Regions from separate parts of the Mus musculus genome. Here region 2 is linked to region 1. Evidence: chromatin contacts called from public HiChIP or PLAC-seq data. All regions are on one chromosome and are shown on one strand. Each heading gives the region's core, a stretch centred on a gene start, on an enhancer-like site or on the middle of the called end of the contact. The rest is flanking DNA. Distances are from core to core; before and after follow the strand shown. Region 1 has its middle 61 kb from the start of Ank3. Region 2 holds the start of Ank3 (ankyrin 3, epithelial).

The links. HiChIP or PLAC-seq counts read pairs in DNA pulled down with a chosen protein or histone mark.
Region 2: a contact with region 1 is called in an H3K4me3 HiChIP or PLAC-seq map of the SCID.adh cell line, with 22 read pairs. The contact joins the promoter of Ank3 here to the enhancer-like site in region 1. A contact is called at or near these places in 1 of 39 promoter capture datasets (hippocampal neurons), 16 of 484 Hi-C or Micro-C datasets (the AtT-20 cell line, the G1E-ER4 cell line, the N1E-115 cell line and 10 more) and 16 of 115 datasets of contacts at active chromatin or transcription factors (the SCID.adh cell line, SST interneurons, VIP interneurons and 12 more).

What each region holds. Positions count from the first base shown.
Region 1 is chr10:69,469,065-69,475,475 of GRCm38.p6, reverse strand. No RefSeq gene overlaps it. Among named protein-coding and RNA genes, the nearest start is that of Ank3, 61 kb to the left of the region's middle. Within about 2 kb of position 2,760, at least 4 of the 459 cell types and tissues checked have an H3K27ac peak or open chromatin away from gene starts, as enhancers often do. A contact at or near this core is called in the SCID.adh cell line, where this site is marked.
Region 2 is chr10:69,529,846-69,536,256 of GRCm38.p6, reverse strand. It overlaps Ank3 (ankyrin 3, epithelial), which reads right to left and starts at 2,549. Exons shown (of 43, transcript NM_146005.3): 1 at 1,973-2,549. The coding sequence starts at 2,035. It overlaps Gm51806 (a long non-coding RNA gene), which reads right to left and starts at 1,967. Exons shown (of 2, transcript XR_003949008.1): 1 at 1-1,967.

The sequences.
Region 1 (6,411 bases), core at 1,511-4,010:
GCATTGTGTCAGGGGCTGCCACCAAGTTCTCTCAGATATTTCCTTCATCCTCCAGAAACAACTCTGTGAAATGAGGCACCTTCATTGTCTCCTCCTCGTGGGCACAGAAACTAAGGCACCAGAGAGTAGCAACCTCCCTGCCATTACAGCTGTGAAGGTGCAGGGCCTTCTAAACTCTAACCCAGGTTGACTCACGCCATGGTCCAAAGAATTTCAACAACATGGTTTCTAAAGCCTTCCATCTGCTACCAAGAGCTGGCTCGGGATGAATTCAACGTTCCACGGGTCCATCACCAGAGCCAAGTGAGACACTAGAAAACCATCCCCGCGTATGTGGGGGGTGGGGTGGAGGGTTGTTATTATTTGTATTGTTCTATTTTATTTTACTTCGCAGTGATTTTTTTTAAATTTAACACTAACACTAATTATGGAGATCACTGACTGCTTTAAAGTGGTGATTTTCTTTAATGAATAAAAAGAAAGGAAGCAGATGCGTTATTAGCAACAGAAGAGGAGGAGCGGCCCTGAACGACTGTACATTTAATATAAAACAGGACGAGCCACATCTGAAGACAGGAATTGCTGTTTATCTCATTTTACAAATTACGAACCTGACACTAACAAAATCCACAAATACATTTTTGCCCAGCCCTCCTGCTCTCCTCACTCTTCTACAGATGTGGATCCTAAGGCTCTTTGCATAGATGTGCACTTTCCAAAGATTTTATTTTACTTTGTTATCTTAGCTTTTTGAAACAATGTTTCAGTGTAGCCCAGGCTGAGGTTAGCCTGGAACTCTCTCTGCAGCTCACTCTAGCACAAGCTTGCAGTGGTCCTCCTGAGTAGTACAGGCACACTTCTGCACTAGTAGATGTGCAGTAGAATACAGACATGCAAATACAGATGTACAGAATGCAGATATGCAGAATGTAGGTGTACAGAATGCAGCCGTGAATCACTGCATTTGTCTTAGTTTCCATGTTTCTTTTTTTCTTTTGTTTTATGTTTGTGGGTCAGTTTTTCGAGACAGGGTTTCTTTGTGTAGTGCTGGCAGTCCTGGATCTCTCTCTCTCTCTCTCTCTCTCTCTCTCTCTCTCTCTCTCTCTCTCTCTCTCTCTCTCTCTCTTTCTCTCTCTCTCTCTCTTCCATGCTAGTCTCAAACTCAGATTGGCCTGCATCTGAGTGCTGGGATAAAAGGTGTGTGCCACCACCACTAGGCAGTTTCCATGGTTTTAAAGTTGATGTGGAATATTAAGAAACTGCATGGGAGTGGATGGATTCTTTAATGAGTCAACCCAAATTTTTATTACAACTAAGATGATAATGAAAAAGACCTGAAATCACATATGACAGCAAAATCAATAATAAAAGGTTGTTATTAAAATTAAAACAAAAGGACATGGCACATAAAGAGATGAGATAGACCGAAGCAGAAGAGGCAGTTTGCAAAGCTGATCTCAGCAGAGAACTAGGTTTCATGTCTACTGGTTCTGCTATGCCTTGAGCCAAGTAAAACCCAAGCAATACAACCTACATCACAGCCAAGCACCTGTTCCTCCATCATGCATGCGTGTGAAACAGGAAGATGCCCATATACCCACAAATGTACCTGCCAAATATAGTCAAAGAGGTAGCTACTAGAGGAAAGTGCCCCACAAGAGACCTTCAGATTAGAAGATCATTCTGTGCCAGAACAATCCAAAACTACAAGGAAAAACAACATCTTCCTAACTTGTTTACATAACTAAAAATCCAGCTGTGTTTTAGTCTGAATTTGATGTTTTATTTCTATTTTCTTTAAGAGATAAATCTTTGTAAATCTCAAAAGCCTCTGGACATATTGTTTTATAGGTGTTTTAAATAAATATACCAAGATCTTTAGTGTAATGTGCTTGAATTACCATGGAACCAATCCATCCCAGACCACCCAGCATTCTAGAGCCTTCTAGGTTAACCAAACTAAGAGGCTTTGGAGATCATTTATAAAGGGGAAACTGAGGACAGGAACTATTTCTTTCTTGCTCACTTGTACCTGGCATGAAGTCTGATAACATCTGCTTATTAAAATAAATACAGAATCATATGAAGAATAGGAAAAAATACTTTTGAGGTCATCTCATACTATAGGCCTGCTGGCCTGAAACTTGACACATTATCCTATGAAATGCCAAGACCATGTGTGGGGCACCATGGCAGGTTTATAGATGGAAATGATGAAGTTATTTAAATAAGACATATGCTGGAATCCTGGTGTGATGGTTTGAGCATGCTTGAGTGGCACTATTAGGAAGTATAGCTTGTTGGAGGAAGTGTGTCGCTGTGGGTGTGGTCTTTAAGACCCTCCTCCTATCTCCCTAGAAGCTGGACTTCTCATGTTTACCTTCATAACAAGATGCAGAACTCTCAGCTCCTCCTGCAGCATGCCTGCCTGGATGCTGCCATATTCTTGCCTTGATGATACTGGACTGAACCTCTGAACCTGTAAGCCAGCCCCAATTAAATGTTGTCCTTTATAACAGTCGCCTTGATCACGGTGCTTGTTCACAGCAGTAAAACTCTAAGACATCTGGTTTGGGAAAATGGGGTTAGATACAGGAGAAAGGAAAAGGAGGGCTTGGTGCAATGAAGTTATGTGGAATCTATCATGTAATTTTTAACACTGGCATTGGGGGTGGGGGACAGCACAAGAGCACCCAGACTCAACCATTAGAATTCAGGAAGTCACTAATCTGCCTGTAGAGAGACCATAATACAGATGTTTATCTGATTATATGAATTCAGTGTTTTGAAAGCCAGCTCATCTGAGATAAGGACGATAAGAAGTAATCATCTCTACCTGGATGATCGAGATCTGCCCTGGGCTATGAGGGATCACAAAACACCATCCTTACAGCATAGGCACCCACAACAGGCCCCGAATAACTTCAGGGACTGTATTTGCACGTCTGTATAACAACAGGCCCCGAATAACACACAGAGACACAAAAGCACACACACAGGAATCTGTTAATCTATGTAAAGCAAATACACCTTCCTAAATCAAGGACACATAGACAAAGCTGCAAAATGTGAGGTTTGCATGGAGAGGGTATTGTTATTAAAGCTTTGGCCAGGGCTAAGGATCCAAGAGGACAAGATGGGGCAGCTAACTTGAGGCGCTTTAACACTAAACTGGCTTATAGCAATACAAACACATGCACACACATATGTGTGTATGTGTATATATATATGTGTGTGTGTGTGTGTGTGTGTGTGTGTATTTTTTTTTTTTCAAAACCCAGTGACCGAAAGCCTGACAAGGAGCAAGTTAAGAAAAGGCTGATTATAACTGAGAGCAACAGAGTTCCTTGTGGTATGGAGAGGCTGCAGGCATGTGAAGCGGCTCACTTATTTCCAGGTCAGGAAGCAAGAACAGAACAAAAACCCCAAGGAGCCCCACACCCCAATAAGCCCACTCCTTCAGCTAGGCTCCGCTTCTCAACAATTCCAACACCTCCCCAAACATTGCCACCAGCTGGGGACCATGTGTTCAAACGCACTTGAGGGAGATTTCACCCCAAGCCACCAACAAGCAGTTTGTTACATTCTAACAGATCCCCAAAGGGCAAGGGAACAAATTCAAATGTATCATTTTCTCTCATTAATTTCTCTATTTAGAAAGCTTGTGTTCATCTGAGATAATGATGATCAGTAGTAAGAACTACCTAAAGTCCACGGTGACCCAAAGAGCTTTGTAATTTGTTTTTTTTTTTTTCCCTTTTTGATTATAGATTGTCATCATGAGTTTAATTATCAAGGTACATTTTTATGATGGAGATGTTCAGGGTGACACTCTCAATCAGGCCTTTCATTGTATCTTTGGTGTTCACTCCCCCTCCTGCCAAGTTCTGTCTCCATATTTTTACAGATTATTCCTACTCTTGTGTTTTTTATACATGATATCATAATGGAAGGTCACACACACACACACACACACACACACACACACATTTACACACACTAAAACCTGACAGGAGCCAGATGCAGCAGCACACACCCATTATCCCAGCACTCAGGAGGTACAGTCCACAGGATCAGGAGTTCAAGGTCATTCTAAGTGACATGACAAGTTCAAAGCCACATCGATTTACGTAAGAACCTGCTCAAAACACGAAAAGAAATGAAATAATAAAAACTGAGGAATTGCCGGGCGTGGTGGCACACACCTTTAATCCCAGCACTCGGGAGGCAGAGGCAGGCAGATTTCTGAGTTCGAGGCCAGCCTGGTCTACAAATTGAGTTCCAGGACAGCCAGGGCTACACAGAGAAACCCTGTCTCGAAAAAACAAAAACAAACAAACAAACGAACAAAAACCTGAGGAATTGGGGGTGGAGTTGGGGGGGGGGTGGAGAGATTGCTCATCGGTTAAGAGCACTGGTTATTCTTCAAGAGGATGTGGGTTCAATTCCCAGGACTCACATGGCGGCACACAACAGTCTATAACTCCAGTTCCAGGGCATCTTACCAGATGCCTCACCCAGACATACATGCAGGCAAAACACCAGATGCACATACAAAACAAAACAAAACTAAACTAAACAAAACAAAACTAAACAAACACCAGAATTAGGTAATTCTGAAGAATTAGCTATTATATAATACCTAGAGCGTGTGTGCATTCCTCCTCCTCCTCTTCCTCCTCTTCCTTCCTTTCTTTGGCTCTTTGTATGGAGGCTAAAACCCAACTAGACACCTACTAGGTCAGTGAAGAGCTCACTGCCCAGCATATGGACCTGAGCTGCGTAGTCAATGCTGAACAAATAAAAATGCCTGAGAAACAACATCTAAATCTTATAGTGACGCTAAACATTTAGAAACAGATTTACTTGGATTTTTAATGATGTGTGTGTTTGTGTGCATGGGCAACTTGCATGAATCAATTCTTTCCTTCCACCATGGAAAGATCCAGAAGTTGAACTCAGGTCTTCCAGTTTGGTGGCAAGTGGCCATTCTTATTCAGGGTTCCTGTTGCTGTGATGAAACACCACAACTAAAAGCAAGTTGGGGAGACAACGTTAATTTGGCTTACACTTCCACTGTTCAACTTCAAAGGAAGTCATAGCAGGGGTGGGGTGGGGGTGGGGACTCAAACCAGGCAGGAACCTGGAGGCAGGAGCTGATGCAGAGGCTATGGAGGGGTGCTTACTGGCTTGCTCCTTATGGCTTGTTCAGCCTGCTTTCTTGTAGAACCCAGGAGCACTAGCCCAGGGAAGGCCCCACCCACAGTGACAGTGAATTGAGCCCTTCCATATCAATTAAGAAAATGCCTGACAGGCCTACCTATAGCACAGCCTTATGGTGGCATTTTCTCAATTGAGACTCCTTCCTTTCAAAGGACTATACTATAGCTTATGTCAAGTTGAGTAAAACTAGCCAGCCCGTGCCCTTTCCCTTGGAATCACTTCATTGGCCTTCAAATTGGATTTAAATGCAAGGGGGGGGGAGGGAAGGGAAGGGAAGGGAAGGGAAGGGAAGGGAAGGGAAGGGAAGGGAAGGGAAGGGAAGGGAAGGGAAGGGAAGGGAAGGAAAGGGAAGGAAAGGGAAGGAAAGGGAAGGAAAGGGAAGGAAATGGAAGAAAAGGGAAGGAAAGGGAAGGAAAGGGAAGGAAAGGGAAGGAAAGGGAAGGAAATGGAAGGAAAGGGAAGGAAAGGGAAGGAAAGGGAAGGAAAGGGAAGGAAGCAGGGTTGTAAAGAAAACATAATTGCCAAAGTGTCATCAAAGCCATATTTGTGATAGCATGTACTCCCATTTAATGCATTGCATCACATCCAATAACAACTGCAGTGTTCAGAGTGTGAGAATACATGCTACTTCAATGTACTTCAGACAACTGCAATAAAATATGAAAATAGGCGTAATTCCTTCTGGTCAAAACGTCACCATGCATCCTAGTGGTTTTCTTTTGTGTGTGTGTGTTCGTTATCAGTAACAAAGCTCATTTCTATTCTTAAATTACCAGAGTCTGCATGTCTTAAATTACAGTTACCTGCACGCTGCCATCCAAAGGGAGCCTGGGATTTCTATTCACAGCCAATTGGTTCAAAGCTCCGGATTCAAGGAATGAAGGAATCTAGCGTTAATTACATTGAATTTGCAATTTTCCAAGGCATTGCACCTTGTGCCTGGGAGACACATGCTACCCTGACAGAATCCACAAGATAATGAGACGAGGCTCCAGAAGTCTGAGAATGGGCTGGTGTCTGGGGACAGAGTAGAAGTATACAGGATTTCTGGGCAGGAAGAACTATGCACTATTGTCTATTTGAAGGGACAGTGGGTTGATGGAGTGTTAACGGCAGCACACAGGGAGGCAGCTGGCTGTAGAAAGGACAATAACAGGGACAAACCCTTTTCACAATCGCCACATAGAG
Region 2 (6,411 bases), core at 1,300-3,799, 61 kb before region 1:
AGAAGAAAATGGTTTAGCTTGGGGGTGGGGGTGGATGCTGGTAAGAACTCCACTGTCCTTCACAGGAATGAAAGACAAAACATTGGCACAAGGGTGCAGTATTTTGAAGGACTGGAGTCTGGTGGTCTGGAATTTGGAGTCCACTGAGCCACAACACAGACTTTAGAAGTGGGGGGGGGGGGGGCAACGGAGGCTTTAGTCAAGAACATGGAGGCAGCAGGCAGGACACTGTGGCATCGAATGGGAAGGGCTCATGGCTGTCTAATGCATTGTGCGCTGCACCACACAGAATCACCTCATGGGAGACATGAGATAATGCCGGAAAAAAAATTTCAAGGGGAAGGGGGGAGAAAAAAAAAAAAAAGAATCAGGTCCAAAGAGTCCACGTGATTTACAGCCACCCCAAGACGCTGTTCATTTTCATCTAGATTGGGCTGTCAGGCTTCATGTGTCCGCCTGGGTTCTCTGTGACACTCTGTGTTCAGAATCGTGGTGGAGCCTGTCAGGCACTTAAGGGGATCAGCTCAGAAACATGAGCAGAGCTGACAGTTTGCCTTGAGAAAGGCCACCCCTCGGCTAGGCATTAAGCAAATCATTTGTGCTGTGCAGCTGCGACCCGCTCCCTGGGGAAATCACACTCGCACCTTTTCTGATACCGTCAAGCCCTGTGGAGCCAAGGTCCAAGAGGGGAGAGCTGACTTCAAACCAATCTGTACAGCTTCACTTGGTAGGGTGTTGAACGGCTGCCCAAGAATGTTGGCATGTCCCCGAACATGCCTCAGCTGAGCCTGCTGGTAGCAGCTCCATTAAAGTATGTCTTATTCAGAGGAACCTTTTTCATAAATAGTAAGTAGGCTATGAGCATTTTTTGAAATGCTTGATCGATTCAAGCAAGGGTTGCAATCTTTCATGTTCTCTACTATACCCAATCATTCCCTGGGCGTCCACTGGCTGAGCATACATCACATTGGGAGGCAAGGAATCATTTTAAAGAGACATCAGCAGATATATCAGACCTGGGCATTAAAGCATAAAAATCTAAGAATTCGAACTGAAGACGCAGAGAGCCCATCACCCATCCTCCTTCAACAAGCCATGAGCTACAGTCCTGTTTCAAGGGACCTGTTTTTCTTTGTTCCAGATGTATCTAGCCTTGCCTCTGGTGGCACACCTTAAATCTGAGACAGTTTATGAGCCACAGTGGGTTAAAAAAAAAATCACAGTCCCGCATCTGAGAATCACCTTTCTTTCCCATTTCAAAATGAACAGAAAAGTTCAGGGCACATCTTAGGATGACACGCACATTCGTGACACCCAGAATGAATCTACAGGTTTGCTGCAATCCTCTGCCGCTCTTTTGACAAAACCTCAAACCGCGTGGAAAGCAGAATGAATCCCATGAACTGAATGGATCCTGGAGACATATGGCTGACAGGCAGCTGGGCTGAATGCAGACCCGAGATTTATCCGCCATCAAAGGAATCGATAATTAAAATGGAGCTCACCTCCATGCTGGGTTTTTTTTTTAAAGTCTAACTACAGGTTTCCCCAAGTTTGCCTAAAATATATATTAAAGCTTAGCATCCATAACATAAGAATATTCATTAGTAATTGTACCCTACCGATCACAAGCATGGGGAAAATTCAAAAGGTAGGGGAAACACACCCACTCACATAATTAGGACATATGTTTACTTAATGTTCCTTTCATTGCTATTAGAGGGAACACTAGCTCAGCAAATCCAAATCACAATGTTTTAACTGTTTCAATATTGTAGCCATAGACCCCAGTCGAGGTGTTTGCCAGCAACCCAGAACACACCCCATTAACAGGGGAGAAAAAAACAAAAGCAATTCTTGCTTCTAGTGGCTTCTTTCTCGGGCTAAAGACAGCTCTCTGGAAAAGGCAGCCTCCAGATCACCTCCCGGGAGCCGGGAGAACAATGAAGAACGTGTTGATCCTGCCTCTTACCTTTTTTCCTTTCCTCTTCCTATGAGCAGGCTTGGCGGGCTTCTCCTTTGGCTCTTCACTCATCTTTCCTTGAGATCAGGGGAGTTGAGACGAGGCAGGAGATCACCTTCCGTGTTCCCACATCCAAACCCACGGCAAAGAGTCACAGCATTGAGACCAAAGTCCATTTAGGGAACTCCCCAGGCAGAGCGGCTGCTTCAAGCCAGCCCTGGCTGCTGTCACGGGCAACTCAGCTCGCCTCAGGGAGGAACTGGGTGTTCTCTCCAGCAAAGCCCTGGTTATTCCTCCAAAGAAAAATCAATATTCCAACCCTTTGTTTTCTTCCTTCCTTTCTTCCTTCTTTCTTTTTCTTCCTTTCTCTCTCTTTTTATTTGTTTTTTTAGCCAGTCGTTACCCCGAGAAAAGATCTTGACAACATTTCAGGGCTTGCTTCTCCACGGTGATTCTAGCTTGGAAATGGTGAGAGAGAGAAAGGGGGAGGCATACGTGCATGTGCGCTGCACACACACACACACACACACACACACACACACACACACACACACACAGGAATAAGCTAGACTGCTGACGAATCTCTGAAGCGTCCCAGGGGCTGGCTCACTGCAGTTTGCAAGCTGGGAAGCCAAGCCGAATGTAAATGCTCTGAGATCAAGCCTCCAGAGGACACATGTGTTGAAAGCATTGGGTATACCCAGGAGGCAGCAGTGGGGGTGGTAACGAGAGATCGGGTTACTGGTTCGTGAAAACACACACACACACACACACACACACACACACACATTCTCTCTCTCTCTCTCTCTCTCTCTCTCTCTCCCCCACCCCCAACCCCAACCCCATGATTAAAAACAATAAAGAGACCTGTTACTACAGAAGACAAAGCTGGATTCTTACCCAGTGAGGTGGTTTTTGTTGTTGTTGTTTGTTTTGTTTTAAAATGTAATTAGCAAAAAATAAATAAAATAAAATAAAATAAAGTTTGCAGATTGCCTAACCAAAGCTATGGACTTCTAATGAAGAATCTGTCACACGGAGCCCATACCTAAGTTGCCAGTACCACATTCAAGCTTTGGTCATGAATATATCAAACCAACCATGAAAAGGAGCCCTCCAGAATATTCAAGAAATCCAAAAGGTTCAGCCCCTGGCTTTTTCTGTGCCAGAAACATCCTGTGCTCCTGGATAAGGCACTCAGGTCAGTGCAGGTCTCTGGCCACATTACAGCCACCACAGGGTCCCCAAGCACACAGAGGCACACACTCCTGCTCTGGGCCACCAAGATTTTGAGAGGTCTCTGGGTGACTTCACTCCTTTGTGGAAAGTCTCCAAAATGGTCCACGCATCGGAACACAGCTGATTTACTGTCGGGTGTGGTCGCTTAAGCATCTTTGGAAAGTGTTAGGAATCCATTCTTGTTAGGAAGGAATAAGGTTCTGGGTCCCCCCCCCCCAATCCCGGCCAGATCACCTTTAAGATGGAAGCAGGTCCCTTGAGCTAAAACACATGTACACTAGGAAGGGAGGAACGAGCGGGAATCCAGAGAGGAGGCTGGCTCAGGGAAGTGGATTTTAATTAATATGATCAAAGACATACAGGAGCGTAAATGAGACCCAGAAGGCCAGTTTTCAGTGAGGTACATGGAGCTATTTAATACTGGAGACACAATGCTAAAATACTGAAGCCAAAATCACCATTTCTCATCTATCATTTAAGCAGGGTTGTACCTATGTTCAACAAATCTGGACTCCCCAAGCGCCACCCCCCTAAAAATGAGTGAGCATGAGGGCAGCTTGAGACAGCTCTGTCATGGACACCAGGGTTACAAGTGCTTGCTCCAGCGACCCATGGAGATCCTGCGCACTGTGGGTTATTTAATGGTTGTTCTGCGGCTGCGCATTACAAACAGTAAACCACCACTCAAAGGCTGGCAGGGAGCATTGATGGCGGTTGCCCCACCCCTCCGTGACCTGGGGGTTCCTTCAGCTTTGAGCAGCTGCTAACCTGTCTCTCCCGTTTCTGCTGCTGTTCTGGAATGTTTCTCTGGCAGAGTAATAAAAGGTAGAAAAACCATTAACACGGTAGGATGGTTCCTTCAAGTTTTTCATTAATTCAGTGCTTGCTCATCTTCAGGACCGGGCAGTCTGGGGAATGATAGTAACGTCCCTGGGTTGATCTGTCCCTGACTGCAGTGAGATGAGCCTGGGCTTATTTGCATTATGCTCTGAGGGAGAAACTATGAAGTCGGTGCTTTGTATGAATTCTCCATAAACTGAACTATCCATGCAGGTAAAGTCAAGTCTGAATATCCCATTTAAATCTTCAACTCTTCACTCGACAAGCCACAGAGATAACCTACCTGCTCTGTCATTTTACCAGAGTACTACTGACATTTTAAAAAAAAATTTTTTTTAGAAACTTATTTTATGTGTACGAATGTTTACTTGAATGTGTACCGCATGCATGCAGTGCATAAGATGGCCAGAAGAGGGCGCCAGATCCCCCCCTCAAACTAGAGTTATTACAGGTTGGGACCCACCATGTGGGTGCTGGAAATTGAACCCAGGTCCTCTGGAAGAACAGTCGGTGCTCTTAACTGCTGAGTCATCTCTTCAACACCTTCCCTTCTAAGAAAAGTCTTTGTTTATGCCTAATGTCCTGAGTGTAGGATTAGAGAAAGAATGGAAAGAAGAGGGTATTGGATGAGGTGGTCCACAGATAAACAAACACTGCCTGCCGGGCTCCCAACTCTACCAGTGCTGTGAGATCTTTGAGCAGGAGCATTTCGCCAAGTGGGACAGCAATGTAACACTCAGGATGGGGATTTATTCTTCTCTTTAGGCTTGCACTGATGTCCCATTTTTTCTGTTATTTGCTACCCTTTGAAGGGTTCCATTAAAGAGACTTATAAAAACCGCTTATCCAAGCATTGCAAAGATACCCACACTAAGCTATGTTATCAGGGGATCCTGGCAAAAAGGAGGCTGGTGGCTGTAATCTCTTGCTTTCGCTTTACTGTGCAGAAAAATGGATGCTTTAATGACCGATTAAAAGAATTCACCTTGATGAGATCATTCTTTCACAATAAACATTTTAAAACTCAAAAACAAACAAACAAACAAACAACCCCAGAGCCTAGAATTTATTCTGCTCACTCCAGGACAAATGCCATGTTTTCTCTTATATAAAAGGTGGGGAGGGAGGCAAAGAGGGACTTCAGGGAGGGAGAGAATGGAAAGAGACAGTGATGGAATTTATATAAAATGAAAGCAGCTTGGAGGAGTAGTTGGTGGATGGACAGAGACCACCAAGCAAGGGCAGGAGGGTGTGTGCATAAATTAGAACTAAGTACAATGCCACAATATGTATCCCAATACCACGATAAAATGGTATACTAACTTACAAAATTAATTTTAAAATATTTTTAAATTAGTCTGTTTACATACAAGCATGTAAATAAGAGACTATTAATTATTAAGATGTATAAAATTTAAAAAACCACACACTAAAATGTCAATCATGACATTTTTAAAACATAAAAGCGTATTCCAGTTGATGCAAAATTTAGGGGACGGACGGGATAGACTGTTTTTAGTTCATTCCAGACTTTACTGTATTTGTTTATAGACACAAGTCTTCTCTTGCAAGTTTCTGTTCCCTCTGCTGATGGAAAAAAAAAAAAATAGAAAGTGTAGAAAGTGAAAAAAAAAAAAAAACCCAAAACAGACAAATAAAACAAAACAAAAACCCCCTTTTACCATGACCTGGTAAAATCATACGAGAGTCACTCTGCGGAGCAACCACACTTCCTAAGGAAAACCCCCACAAACCTAGCTTCCATAGCCTGAAGGTACCAAAGCGAGTATGTAACCAGCTCTGACAGAGCATCCAACTCCCAGACGGGAACTGAAATGTGTCCAATTATTTAAGTAATAAGATGTCAGAGCCTTCAGCCCTGCCACAGGAAGTGGAGGCAACTCATTGTGAGATCCAGGCCCTTTCTCTGGAACCCGATGCGTGCCAATCAGCCGGGCATGGTGCCGCACGCCTTTAATCCCAGCACTCAGGAGGCAGAGGCAGGTGAATCTCTGAGTTCGAGGCCAGCCTGGTCTACACAGTAAGTTCCAGGACAGCCAGAGCTACATGGTCAGATCCTGTCTCCAAAAAAAGCAAAACAAAACAACAATAATATCTCCGAAAGTCTGTACAGCTCTTGAGTGGGAGCCTTGGCTGAACACTCCGCCATGATTTTTTTTTTCCCTGACACTGTAAAACACTCACCACTTGGGAGGCAGAGGCAGGTGGATTTCTGAGTTCGAGGCCGGCCTGGTCTACGGAGTGAGTTCCAGGATATTGCCAGGGCTACACAGAGAAACCCTGTCTCGGAAAACAAAACAAAACAAACAAAAAGAGAAAGTGTATTAGGTATTTCATACCCTCATTTC